Regions from separate parts of the Mus musculus genome. Here regions 1 and 2 are each linked to region 3. The links are chromatin contacts, called in public Hi-C and promoter capture Hi-C maps. All regions are on one chromosome and are shown on one strand. Each heading gives the region's core, a stretch centred on a gene start, on an enhancer-like site or on the middle of the called end of the contact. The rest is flanking DNA. Distances are from core to core; before and after follow the strand shown.

What was found. Hi-C and Micro-C count contacts between places; a contact is called where the count stands out from the background. Capture Hi-C pulls out chosen DNA fragments and counts their contacts.
Region 1: a promoter capture Hi-C map of adipose tissue shows a contact between it and region 3. The contact joins two enhancer-like sites. A contact is called at or near these places in 5 of 484 Hi-C or Micro-C datasets (embryonic fibroblasts, macrophages and nephron progenitors), 8 of 115 datasets of contacts at active chromatin or transcription factors (bone marrow-derived macrophages, embryonic stem cells, fetal liver and 3 more) and 1 of 9 other capture datasets (adipose tissue).
Region 2: a Hi-C map of the HPC-7 cell line shows a contact between it and region 3, with 3 times the contacts expected there. The contact joins two enhancer-like sites. A contact is called at or near these places in 1 of 15 datasets of contacts at CTCF or cohesin (pro-B cells), 22 of 484 Hi-C or Micro-C datasets (the Ba/F3 cell line, the G1E-ER4 cell line, the HL-1 cell line and 8 more), 5 of 115 datasets of contacts at active chromatin or transcription factors (CD8 T cells, embryonic stem cells and large pre-B cells) and 1 of 9 other capture datasets (pancreatic islet).

The regions. Positions count from the first base shown.
Region 1 is chr10:42,258,398-42,262,860 of GRCm38.p6, forward strand. All of the region lies in intron 2 of Foxo3 (forkhead box O3), which reads right to left. All of the region lies in intron 1 of Gm38485 (a long non-coding RNA gene), which reads right to left. Among named protein-coding and RNA genes, the nearest start is that of Gm38485, 14 kb to the right of the region's middle. Within about 2 kb of position 2,339, at least 52 of the 459 cell types and tissues checked have an H3K27ac peak or open chromatin away from gene starts, as enhancers often do. A contact at or near this core is called in adipose tissue, where this site is marked.
Region 2 is chr10:41,970,201-41,974,741 of GRCm38.p6, forward strand. It overlaps Armc2 (armadillo repeat containing 2), which reads right to left. Exons shown (of 18, transcript NM_001034858.3): 8 at 825-1,000. Gm33058 (a long non-coding RNA gene) reads left to right here. Exons shown (of 3, transcript XR_380266.3): 3 at 4,508-4,541. Among named protein-coding and RNA genes, the nearest start is that of Gm33058, 14 kb to the left of the region's middle. Within about 2 kb of position 2,726, at least 45 of the 459 cell types and tissues checked have an H3K27ac peak or open chromatin away from gene starts, as enhancers often do. A contact at or near this core is called in the HPC-7 cell line, where this site is marked.
Region 3 is chr10:42,129,228-42,133,460 of GRCm38.p6, forward strand. No RefSeq gene overlaps it. Among named protein-coding and RNA genes, the nearest start is that of Gm40630, 49 kb to the left of the region's middle. Within about 2 kb of position 2,209, at least 33 of the 459 cell types and tissues checked have an H3K27ac peak or open chromatin away from gene starts, as enhancers often do. A contact at or near this core is called in the HPC-7 cell line and adipose tissue, where this site is marked.

The DNA.
Region 1 (4,463 bases), core at 1,089-3,588, 130 kb after region 3:
TAGCTTCCTCTTCTTGCCAGTCGGGGAGAGACGCGATGGGTCACACTCCCACCGGGCTCCGTGATTCCACACTGAGGCTGGAAGTCCGACCTGCACTTTAATTACAACGTGGAGCCATCAATGTCAGCACCTGAGTACGCACACACACGGTCTGATAATGTTCTTGGGAAAAAATTATGTAACCATTTAACTCCTACACCAGCACTGGCAATCCCCTAACAATTTGTTAAAGTCACACAACATCTCTTCCGCCTCTGGCAGGGAGGGAGTTTCTCCTGGGCATCTCCCATGCTCCTAGGCTGTGCGCCATGATGATCTTGTCCTCCTCGCCATCATTTAGCAGGGTTCACTGTGGCCACCGCCACAATGTCTTGCCCTACAGTGAGGAGAGCCAGGTCTAGGGGCTCTAAATGTATCGATGAATGTGTGCTGTGTGTCCGCTCACTAGACTACAGTACACAGGCCTCTCCTACGAGGGAGACTGGGGCAGGGCAGAGGAGAGGAGACAGAGAAATGAATGGAGAGGAAGGAAAGTGAAAGAGGTTGCCCAAAGCAAGCTTTGATGCCATCTGGAGTAAAAGTATCTCTGTGCCCCATTTCCACACCTGCAGAGGGGACCAGGCCACTCTTCTTACACCCCAGTCTCATGGAAAATGGCCACGTTGGCGAGTGCCATCCCAAAGAATAATCAACCTTGCATCACCAAATTACAAGTCTGAAAAGCCTTTCGTGTTCCAGGCGGACACCGGTCTAGAGCCTAACAGGGCAGACTTCTTACTGTGGGCTCTGAGAGTGACGAGCAGAGTGAGACCTTTGTCTCCATCCCAGCGGACCCTGCAAACTCTCTCCTCTCTCTTCTTTTGAACCAGATTAAGAATTATATTAGAAAAGATCACCGCCGATCGAGGCAGTTATCGTTAGGATTGAGTTAAAAATCAAAACCTCTGAGGCTTGGGCGAATTACTGACTTCAGAATTCTGTCAAAGGAGAAAAGACACTGCTGGTATCCCATCTCCAACCGTCTACCGGCTCATGCCTCGTCTGCAAGAACAGCTAAACTCTTAGTGCGGGCACACTACAAAGTGTTCAATGACAGCTACAGTTGTGAAAATGAGGAATAAATCAAAAGGCTTTGACTGCACACTCACACCCACTCACATTCACACCCACTCACAGACTGCACACTCATACACACTCACACCTGCTCACAACTCAGAGCAAAGGTTTATAATGGTGCTGCACCTCCTCCCCTTTCAGTGGAAACAGATTAAAAACTCTCACCTACAACTCTCTAAATCTTGCAGGGACTCAGGGACCTTCCCCTGAGGCCTCTGGCAGAGAGGGATGTGCACGTAATTTCATTCACCTCCGTCAACAGGAAAGTTCATGGGAGTCCAGGTCTCAGGGTCCCACTGGGATGGAGGCAACCCTTCTACACTGCTGCCAGGCAGGCATGCTGAGCCTAACTCCACAGTAAACGAACCTTTGGTGCCAGAACCTTTCAAAACATATTGCTTTCTTGTTCTCAAAACATGCCAACAGAGGCCTGTGTTTTTGGAAACCAAATGGAAGCCATGTTTACACATTTCAACTGTGAGCAACGGCAGCTTTGGAAGGAAACAACTCCAGTTTCCATCAGCTACATCCAACTTACTTCTGATCTTTCGAGGGCTCTACAATTCTCCTAGAGTTCAGGTATAAATGTTGCCAGCAATATTCGTAACACACTACTCAGGACTCCTAAACTCTGGCCTCAGATAAAAAACTGCTGCCTGTCCCTTCTGATGGTGTCCAACACTTCAAGCTATCTTCTTGACCGTCTCAGGAACCGCGATGAAGGAGAGTGATCTTCCAGTCCTTCCCACTCCCTTAGAAAGCCCAACACAAAGTCCTCCAGGAGCTCAGGATTCAGGCCACATTCTCAGGGGTACAACCTGGTATGCTACTAAAACAAGGGCTTACAGTCTAAACTAATATGGGTAGTTTTCCCCCACAGTGCTCAAGTATGAGTGTTTATGAGCCCCATGTAATATTCTGAAGCAGCTTTTAAGAAAGAGGTCCTGAAATGAACTTCAGGTCCTGGCCAGACCACTGTTCTCACTACACTCCTAAAGCCGTCAGCTATGTCTGATACGGCTGATGATGAGGCCCTGCTTAATGGACTACAAATCCAATGAGACTGGCAAGCAGCAATAATTCCATCTACCCCTGGCTTCACCTTGGGGTGAGCCAAGGCAGATGCCAACTGCTCGCTCCTGTCTTCATTGCCAGTGCTGCCCCTCTCTCCCCTTCTCTCCTCGATTACACCCAGCACATTTTAATCTTATCTTTCTCCCACACATCTCGAGTCTGTCTGGGGATGAGTCAGAGGCTACTCCCTGGCTTCACGCTGGTCTTGAGACTAGCGATGCTCCCCGAAGGCAAAAAAACAAACAAACGGGGAAGATCATTAAACACCCAGAGTCTCATGGAAACACAGCTCTTTGAAAACACCCACCTCAGGATGGACACTGGTGCTCTTCAGACAACTGGGTAGGAGCTTTGTTCCCACCTGTGGCCTTGGAAGGAGACTGGCCCCCTGCCTTTTGCAGAAAGCTACAGGGAGAGAGAGGCTGGTCTAGAACACTCATGGGGACAGAGCTTTGCTACATTCAACAGACCCCATCACAAGATGTCTGTTCATTTTCCCCTATGTCAGGATTCAGAAACCAAGATCAGAATTATGATTCTGACTTCTTAAATCATCACAAAGAATCCCACACACTTAGCAAATGACTTTAGAAGACTGTTTCTGGGGCCGAAGAAACGGCTCAGCAGTTAACAAAGCCGGCTGCTCCTCCAGAGGACAGAGGTTCGACTCCCAGAACCCACATGGCAGCTTACAACCATCTATAACTCCAGTTGCAGGGCACCTGGCACTCTCCCGGAACATGGTACGGGCATGCACAGGCATGCACATGTACAGTCATGCACATGTACAGGCATGCAAGTAAAGCTAATATATTAAAAATGTATAATATCTTTTGAAACCCAGTGCTGAAGCCTCAGCTTGCAGCAGTATCGCCAGAGAGAGAGCTTGTGAAAACTGACGGCTGTCCAGAATGTCTGACTTAGTATGTCTGGGATGGGGTCTTAGGATCTGTATTCCCAACATGTGCCTATGTGATGTCAGCACGGTTGGGGTTGGTCTGAGAACCACACTATGGCAGTCAATAGCTCAGGAATCAGAGCGTGGTAGATACAGTATACACAACAGTAGGCTCTCAAAAGAAACAAGGTAAAGTGTCTCCGTTTTCAAGTCTTATACAATGTTTCCTAACAGTACCATCTCTTCTTACAAGTTCCTACAGACTTCAAACTAAGTTAAGTAGGGTCCAATAGAGACAAGGAAAAACAAGTGGGAGGTGGGGACTTTAAATAAACCACTTACAATTATACAAAAGAAGAGACTGTGCTAAATATAGCTTGTTAAGGAATGATGATGCTCTTGTTTCAAATGCCTTAGCTCCAACCTGACCACATTTCTTTTCATTCTGAGCTGGGGCGGGGACAGGGGCACAAGGGTGACAACTCTCTGCCTTGTAATCTTCCCACAGAGAAGAGTATAAAAGGGGTCCAAAAGTCATTACCAAAACCGGCGATGACATCCACAGGCAGTATCTCTCTCACTTCCCTAAGACCATGGTTCTCAACCATGGTTATATAGTACAGCCACTTGAGAAGCTTAAAAAAGATGGCTACACTTGGGGACACCGCCCTAACTGTCTGAAGTAGAAAGTGGGCACTGGCTTTTTAAGGTTCTCCATGTGATTCTGAAACACAACTAGAGTGGTGCCCTCATTTGCCAAAGGCTTGGTAGCAGGCCAAGAGCCTATCAGGGAACTCTTTATAACAAGGTGTACTTTTCCCAGGAGCGCTAACAGTCACCGACTAGAGACAAAGGAGCCTGAACTTTTTGCAAATTATCTAAAGGCTCAACCTTGAAACCATGTGCCAGAACAATAAAATTTCTCCCTCAGCAAAATAAAGTGGGTTTTGTTTTGTTTTGTTTTTTCTTTAAAGGGAGATGGAGGGAGGAAGATAGATGCAAGCACTTGGTAGTTTAAATGATCATCCAGCAATGCTCTGATAAATTGGATTGTCCAAAGTTGTCAAACTACATGACACAAACAATAAAACGAACATTGTTTTCTTCTTAGTAAAGATACACTCGAGATAACAGACAAGCGAACGTCTTTGTCAGCTTCGTGGTCCTACTTGAGACGGAACCATGAGCTGAAAATAACCTGACCCCAAGAACAAGACATCAAGTCAGTGAGTAGCACAAAGACTACTCTACTCTAAGGCATAGAACAAATCCTGGAAGCTCACAGCTCCAGGTGTAGTCTTGCCTGTTATCCAGCACTCAGAAAGCTGAGGCAGGAGGCTTGCCAGCAATTTCAAGACCAGCCCAGCATAGAGCT
Region 2 (4,541 bases), core at 1,476-3,975, 160 kb before region 3:
CCACTTCCAGGGGAATCTGGTGCTGTCTTTTGGCCCCCATGGGCACAAGGCAAATACATGGGGCATACACACATATGCCGGTGAACCACTCATATTCTTAAAATACTTTTTCTTTTTCTAAAAATGAAGGCCCCAAGCCACTTAACTCTACATTAGAATTTAACTTCACTTAGATTCTTTGGGACAGGACGAATCGCTGAGTGGATTTTTAACTACTTTACAACCAACTCAGAAGGCCTAATTCAGTTCAACTGTCCCACACACACACCACCACCACCACCACCAATTTGTTCAAGACCATCAATAACTGAGGTAATATTTTCACTGAAAGCTTAAATAGATCTGTGGTTCATTCTTCTCATCTCCTTTTTTGATTCATCATGAAACAAAAACATCCAGACTCCAGGTGAAAAGATGGCTGCAAGCTGGCAGCCCGGGCCCTCCCTGGGACAGCTCCACAGTCAGAGCCCTAGGATAAAGTGACTCTGTGAGAGGCGCGTTGCACTGAGTCACCCCCTCCCCCCCAGAGAATGAGCAGTTGGTTATGACAGCTAAGTAAAAGTGTCGTCTCCACCCAAAATCACACAGAAAATGTGGCCAGAATACTCTGCAAGCTTGTGGGGGTATCCCCTAAGTGCTCAGCCGTATTCCTTGGGAAATACTTTCTAGTCCAGTGCTGGGGTGCGAGCTTATTGCCTTAATTTTTCCAAGAGACTAAACAAACACATCACATTTTCCCATCTTTTTGCAATATGTACAAACAAGTTATTTGGCTCGGCACAGATGCAGGACAGTCGGCTAGAAAGAAGGAAAGACAAGCTTACTGCTAGGATAAGTTTGGCAAGCTTCAGGCTGAGCGGGTCCGAGTCAGCATCCACTAGCTTATACAGAGCCTTCAGCAGGACAGTTCTTCGCTTGAACTTCTTTCCGAGCATGCGCGCTTCCTCCAGCGTGCGATGGAGCTGGGTGCAGGCTGCACACATCTCTTCAATGTCTTCTTCTGTCGGAGCAAAGAGAATATCGACTACTTACTCATAAGGTTGAATTTTCAGATATGTCAGACGCAAGCAGTGCGAGGAAAAGCTCCCTGGGTATCCCGAGACATCTCCAGATCCCCCGGTGCTGTTTTCCACGTACCCCTCCCATCTACTTGCCCATTCTCATCTCTTTGATTCATCTCCTGGGCTAACTTATTTACTAACCGGTCACTTAGCTTGACCAGGACACAGCCTTTCAAAACCTCTCCCTTGGCTCCCTTTTCCGAGTGCTCTCCCCTCCCCCTGGGCTCTGTCCAGTTTCACTGGGGCAGGTCATTTGCATTTCTGCCTCCGTTTCTTTAAAAAAAAAAAAAGTTGCATGATTCCAAAAGGAACTAATGCTACCTTGTACTGCTATTTAATTTTCACATGTGAATAAGTGTGTTGTGAGATGAATGGATCAATGTTCTATATGACTAGGGATCCTGACTGACACATCTGTATGGTAGAGCAAGAAAACTATATAGGTCTTAGTCAGGGTTTCTATTCCTGCACAAACATCATGACCAAGAAGCAAGTTGGGGAGGAAAGGGTTTATTCGGCTTACACTTCCATACTGCTGTTCATCACCAAGGAAGTCAGGACTGGAACTCAAGCGGGTCAGGAAGCAGAAGCTGATGCAGAGGCCATGGAGGGATGTTCTTTACTGGCTTGCTTCCCCTGGCTTGCTCAGCCTGCTCTCTTATAGAACCAAGACTACCAGCCCAGAGATGGTCCCCCCACAAGGGGCCTTTCCCCCTTGATCACTAATTGAGAAAATGCCTTACAGTTGGATCTCATGGAGGCATTTCCTCAACTGAAGCTCCTTTCTCTGTGATAACTCCAGCTGTGTCAAGTTGACACAAAACTAGCCAGTACAGTAATCTACAACATAACTTCAAGCAAGCTCATCTATTGATTTAAAAAAAGTTTCTTTCTTCCTTCCTTCCTTTCTTTCTTTCTCTCTCTTTCTTTCTCTTTCTCCCTTCCTTTCTTCCTTCCTTCCTTTCTTTCTTTCTTTCCTTTTCTTCTTCTTTCTTCTTCTCTCCTCCTCCTCCTCCTCCTCCTTCTCCTTCCTTCTCCTTCTCCTCCTTTCTTCTTCTCCTTCTTCTCCTTTCCTTCTCCTTCTCCTTCTCCTTCTCCTCCTCCTCCTCCTCCTCCTCCTCCTCCTCCTCCTCCTCCTCCTCCTCCTCCTCCTCCTCCTTCTTCTTCTGGTGCAGGGTTTCTCTGTGTAGCACTGGCTGTCCTGGAATTCACTCTGTAGACCAGGCTGGCCTTGAACACATAGAGACCCCTCTTGCTTCTGCCTCTCACGTGCTGGGATTAAGCCACTACCTCCTGGCTATGTTCCTTTCAAAATGACTGTCAACCAGGGGGAGAGACAGTACAAGCCACCATTACCAAAGAGGAGACTTTTAAACAAATGCTGCTTAGGAAAGAGGGAGGCTAGAATATTTTGTTTACAGTTGTGATCCTGAAGAAAGTGATTTTTGAGAGTGGCTTAACAGTTGGTACACAGGAAAGAAAGCCCTCTCTCAGAGGGCAGCACAAGGGGGAGAAAGGAATTCAAGGTATAGCGTGTTCTCTTTGGAAGGGTTACCTCTGACGGACCTCATCACAAAATGTAGACGTTGTAGGCCAATCTGTAAATACCATAATGGGAGCTTAGCTGCGGACATGCAGGAAGTGTGCGCCAGCAAAAAGGAAGTGACTCGGGCCATTTTTAGCTCTTTTCAACAATAACATCTAAGAAAAAAAAAGTTGAAACCTCAACAACTAAATACACGCCAAAGCCTCTCGGTTATGCACTTAAGTAAATGAACAGTTGGGAAGTGATGGAGACCCCAACCCGAGGAGAGCCGGAGCTCTACGGGGTGCATTGCTTTGGGGTGTTGCTCTATTCTTCTCTGACTGGCCTTCACGCCTGCAGGCTTTGGGCTGTTCTCAGCTGCTGGGCTCAAGTTTACAAAGGAAGAGGCAAGGAAGGTTCAAGGATCAAAGCTTCAGCTCTGGCTCCAGGAAGCCCTCTGATACTCTGTATCAGTCAGCTGGCTATTCCAGTTATAAATGCCACCAGGTGGAGCACTGCACTCTGGAAGCCGAGGCAGAAGGATGGCAAGTTTAAGGTCAGCCTGGGCTACATCTGGAGACTCAAGAAGTCAAAGCAAAACAAAACAGAAAGGCACATGGCCACAGAAGACATTATAAGAGCTGAAACTAGTTAAGAGTTTCAAGAGTGATCTAGCGGAGCAAAGTCACCAAGTAACTTCCAAGTCACCCCTTAACCACACAGGGAAATGCAGCCAAGCGCCTGGCAGGCACCACCTGACCCAAATGGCCCAAAATCACGCTTCCAGTAAGGGATAGGTCAGCAGTGGGCCTACTGCCAGGGGGCCTGAGAAAGATGCAGCGTGAGTGTGGAGATAGTCCTGCCTCAAAGGCCCAATTTGGGTCTCAGTAGGAGAAAACACTTGGAAAACCTGATGTGTGGATGTTCTGTACGGTAAATGGCCTGTTTCCCCACTTCTAACAGGATCATGAAAGGGTTGTGACAGATGATTGAAACTTGTGGCCCAGAAGTTTCTAGAAAGGAAATCATAGGGACAATAAGCCAAATGCAGGCAAGATTTGTACGGCCTGGTATGGTAATTCCCAGATACGGAAGTGAACACCCTTGCTTCTAAAACTAACAAAATCAGGGACTGAAGTAGTTAAAGAGTAATAGATTTGGGTTTTTCCGTTTGTTTTTATTTTGTTTCATTTTGAGACAGAATCTCATTGTGTAGTAGAGGCTGGCCCTGAATATGTTAACAATGTGTTCTCAAAAAGTTCTAGAAAGAAAGAAAAAAAAGCAATGTGCAAGTGGGCAGAGAAAGAGGAACACGGAGTGGGGGACAACAAGGCAATGTGGTAGAGCCTAAGTGCTGGGCATCTGAAAACTATTAACTACTGTAACTATTGTAATCAATCTATTAACTACTGAACAGGCCTAAAGAACCACAAGGTATCGAGGGAACTATTTGTCTAGGAACAAAGATTCGATATTTCTTTGACACAGGCTCTTACTGTGGAACTTAGACTGGCCTTGAACTCACAGCTGCCCAAGTGGGAGGGTTTACAGCTCACTGTTTAATGATCCATCTGAGAAGGGAGACTCATCTATATCTCATTCCCCCAAACTCCTTAGTGATGTCCTAGGTTTGCCCTGTTGGTATCTGGTGGACAGAGCACTGGGCATCCACTGAAGAGCCTGCTGTGCGGGATCTCCCCTCCAGACAGGCCTCCCATCTGAAGACTTCCCATGTGATTTCTAACTCTTGGCCAGACTCACCTTCCTGATTTGATTTGCACTCATTGCCTGAAGGAATGACCCAAAATTCACCGTACAAGCTAATAGGAGGGTAGGAACTGTAACTCCAGTGGGGAAATGTTATATTCTTTGAATGTAAGGGATTCGGAGGTAATTTGATTTCATCCATCTTTGAGTACAGAGTTTACATGAAGTGCTGTGCATCGGCTATTAGC
Region 3 (4,233 bases), core at 959-3,458:
TGGAAGATAACAAGCCACGCATTTTCACTTTTATAAACAAGGCTGTTTGCCCTGTGCTTGGTTACGTAGTAGATGGGAGGTTGTAGGCAGAAGTTCATCAGGATGTACGCTTGCCCCTGACGACGGGAAGGCAGAAAGTACGAGGCCTTATGAGTTTTGCCTTTATGAGCACCTGACTAACATAATTGTCAGCCATTCTCTGGGAATCCTGGGCATGTGTCTAGCCCGTGTCCGCCATCCTGCCCAGGAGATAGTAAAGCTTGCTTCAGGTTTGTCTCAAAAGTTGTGGTCTTATTCTCACCCGGGTCCTCTTGGCGTGGTGGTAACGTTTCTCCTGGGTTTTGTTGTTGTTGTTGTTGTTTACATGTTTGTTTTGTTGCTTTGTTTTCTGAGACAGGATTTCTCTGTATAACAGCTCCTGCTGTCCTAGAACTTGCTTTGTAGACCAGGCTAACCTCAAACTCAGAGATCCATGTGCCTTTACATTCAAGTGCTGGTATGAAAGGCATGTGCCCCAAGATATAAGATACAATTTGCTAAACACATGAAACTCAAGAAAAATGAAGACTGAAGTGTGGACACTATGCTCCTCCTTAGAAGTGGGAACAAAACACCCATGGAAGGAATTACAGAGACAAAGTTTGGAGCTGAGACGAAAGGATGGACCATGTAGAGACTGCCATATCCAGGGATCCACCCCATAATCAGCATCCAAACGCTGACACCATTGCATACACTAGCAAGATTGTATCGAAAGGACCCAGATGTAGCTGTCTCTTGTGAGACTATGCCGGGGCCTAGCAAACACAGAAGTGGATGCTCACAGTCAGCTAATGGATGGATCACAGGGCTCCCAATGGAGGAGCTAGAGAAAGTAGCCAAGGAGCTAAAGGGATCTGCAACCCTATAGGTGGAACAACATTATGAACTAACCAGTACCCCGGAGCTCTTGACTCTAGCTGCATATGTATCAAAAGATGGCCTAGTCGGCCATCACTGGAAAGAGAGGCCCATTGGACACGCAAACTTTATATGCCCCAGTACAGGGGAACGCCAGGGCCAAAAAGGGGGAGTGGGTGGGTAGGGGAGTGGGGGTGGGTGGGTATGGGGGACTTTTGGTATAGCATTGGAAATGTAAATGAGCTAAATACCTAATAAAAAATGGAAAAAAAATTAATGAGAAAATTAAAAAAAAAAAAAAAGAAAGGCATGTGCCACCATGCCTGGCAATGCTCCTCCTTTTAACACAATGCTTTTAATTTCAGGCCAAATATATTTTCTTTGAATTCATTATGTCCTAAGGCCTAGGTTTCTGCTATCAGGAAATGGGGAACTTCTAGGTTCAAGCTACCTGACGAAGCTCCCCGATTGACACATCCTATGACTAATGGAGACCTAGCCTTTCTCATCTACCTGTTCCCACCCCTTCAGGGTTTCTGCAGTGACTCAATCACTCCATTTCTCCTGGTCTGAACACACACCCTTCCCTACTCATCAGTGATCTTTTAGAATTACCATTTCTGATGGGCTCAAAGTAGATAGGGTGGGGGAGGAGGGAATTCTCTATAGAAAGGAGTCCTCTCGGAATGTCCTTAAACAAGAATACTTTGGAAGCCAGGTATGGTGTCAAAAATCTGTAATTTTGCACCCGGGAACTTGTGTTCAAAGTCAGTATAAGCTACATAGTGAAACTCTCCCTCAGCCCCAAAATGAAAAAGATAAAGAAAACAACCTCCAGCCTTCACCTGGAAGCCTCCAAGGGGGCCTTGAGCTAGTCGAAGGTACTCACCCCACCCCACCCCCGCCCCCACCCCCCACCCCCGGCACTGAGCCCTCCATCCGACGGGTGAGACGCCTGAGCGTCTGTCCGTCTTCCCATGCTGAGTTCCAGGCTCTCCCGGCTGCCTTGCTCTCTGGCAAGTGAACCTGAAACCTCCACACAGCTGAATGCATTCCCCCTCTGTATATGAGAGGAAGGGTGGGGCAGAGAATCCAGAGCCAGGCATGGTGATAAACACCTGTAATCCCAGCTCTGGAGGCAGAGGCAGGTGGATCTCTGTGAGTTTGAGGCCAGCCTGATCTAAGAACATGTTTCAGGCCAGCTGAGGATACATAGTGAGCAAAACAGACAAAAGAGGAGAGAATTCTGATCCCAGGAAGTAACTCTTGAACCTGCCACTGACTTTGTCCCTGTGGCAGGAAGAAGGGCCTGGCCACTGTCTCTGGTTTCATTTCCTTGTCTCTCTCAGAAGGGCTGAAACAGAAGCCCTCCTAGGTCCTGTCCAGCTCCAAGAAAATGGAATCGATCCTCCCTGGGGAGCCCTGGAATGTGGCCTTGGGAACCCAGTGGCTTGCTGCTAGCCTGTGAACTGGACAGGAGGGGCAGCTGAGAGGGAAGGTGAAGCTGGAAGGGAGAGCCAGGCAGAGGGAGTGGCAAGGAGTCTGTCCATCCTCACAGTACGGACTTGTTTATGGTACTTCGTTTCTAAGCAGGAAGCTGATGCTTGGAAGCTTAGCTTGCTCTCTGTGGCTGTGATAAACACCATGACTGAGGCAAGAGAGGGGAAAGGGCTTATTTCGCTTTACCATTCCCAGCCTATCAGGGAGGCGAGAAAGAGCAGGTGCTCAGGGAGCCTGGAGGCAGGAACCAATGCTAAGACCATGAAGGAATAGCTGTTTTGCTTCTCATGGCTTTTAAAATAATTTTTTCCTTTTTTTCTTTAAGATTTATTATGTATATAGCATTCTGCCTGCGTGCATTCCTACAGGCCAGAAGAGGGCACCAGATCTTACTACAGATGGTTGTGAGCCACCATGTGGTTGCTGGGAATTGAACTCAGGACTTCTAGAAGAGCCGCCAGTTGTCTTTTTAGTTGTTTGTTTGGTTGGTTTTTTTATTTTTTCGAGACAGGGTTTCTCTGTGTAGCCCTGGCTGTCCTGGAACTCACTCGTAGACCAGGCTGGCCTCAAACTCAGAAGTCTGCCTACCTCTGCCTCCCAAGTGCTGGGATTAAAGGCATGCGCCACCACTGCCCAGGTTTTTTGTTTGTTTGTTTGTTTGTTTGTTGTATCTGAGCTTGCAGCCAGTGCTCTTAACTGCTGTCTTATACAATCCAGGACTGCCTGCCCGAGGGGGGACATGGTATAGAATGGATTTGATCCTCCCACAGAAATTACTGATCAAAAAAAAAAAAAAAAAAAAAATACCCCAAAGGTCACCTACAGTCCAATCTGATGGACACTTTTCTCAGACGAGGTTTCCTCTTCCCTTGACTCTAGCTCGTGTGACTAGACAAAACTCACCAGGACAGAAGCTAACTGTTTGTTATAAACCCATGCAAGGCTAGAAGGGCAGGGCAGAGCCTTCACACAGGCCATTAAGCCCACCCCCCCTTCTGTTCCAGGACTACTCAGGCCCTCGGTGGTCATGAGATATAAATCCCTGGACAGGGGCCATCGCAGAGAGCTCCAGTGTAGCTTCACCCGGTCACAGTACCCTCACTGCCACACGGGAATCAACAACCGCCCTTTCTGTCTTCGTTTTTTTTTTCCCCTCCTCCCTTGCTCTCTCCTTTCTTTCCTTTTTCATCTTGTTTTTACCGCTCAGTTTTACTTTTGAAAGAAAACTCGTGGTACTTAGGAGCTGAGGGAAGAGGTGTGTTACCCACTCCTAACTACTCACTCAATGATGGGTGCTATAGTTCCCATCTTTGGGATTCCAATCTGCGATGTGGTGGGGGTAGTTTTAAAAGCTGCCGCCTCTGCCTGGGATCAGGCTCGCTACCAGCCTCTCCCGGCTTCCCTTTTGCTTTACCCACCGTTAGCGCCGGGAGGTGACCAGCTCCCACCGGAAGCCCTTGCACACGTACAGTTGATTCCTTTACAATTCGCCTTTTTGGCACAATTGCTGGGCGTTACTATCTCCCACCTGGAAAAGTGTGCCTTTACCAATTTATTATCTCCGTCTCTCCACTTACCCTAAACTTGTAGCTAGTCCCACCTACCACCTGCCAAACATCCTTGGCCATCTGTCAATACCAGGAAGCCCCAGAAGTCCCCCCTGTACCTTCTGCCCAGTAATTGGCCGGAAACTTTCTTTACTGACAAATCAAGAACCAATTAGGGAACGGGACGTTAGCATCAAGACCTCCCCTTACAGAGATGTATATTTATCTGGACTTTAAAGGGGACAACATAATTAAAGCAATAATTTTTTTCTTCCACTCCCCCTTT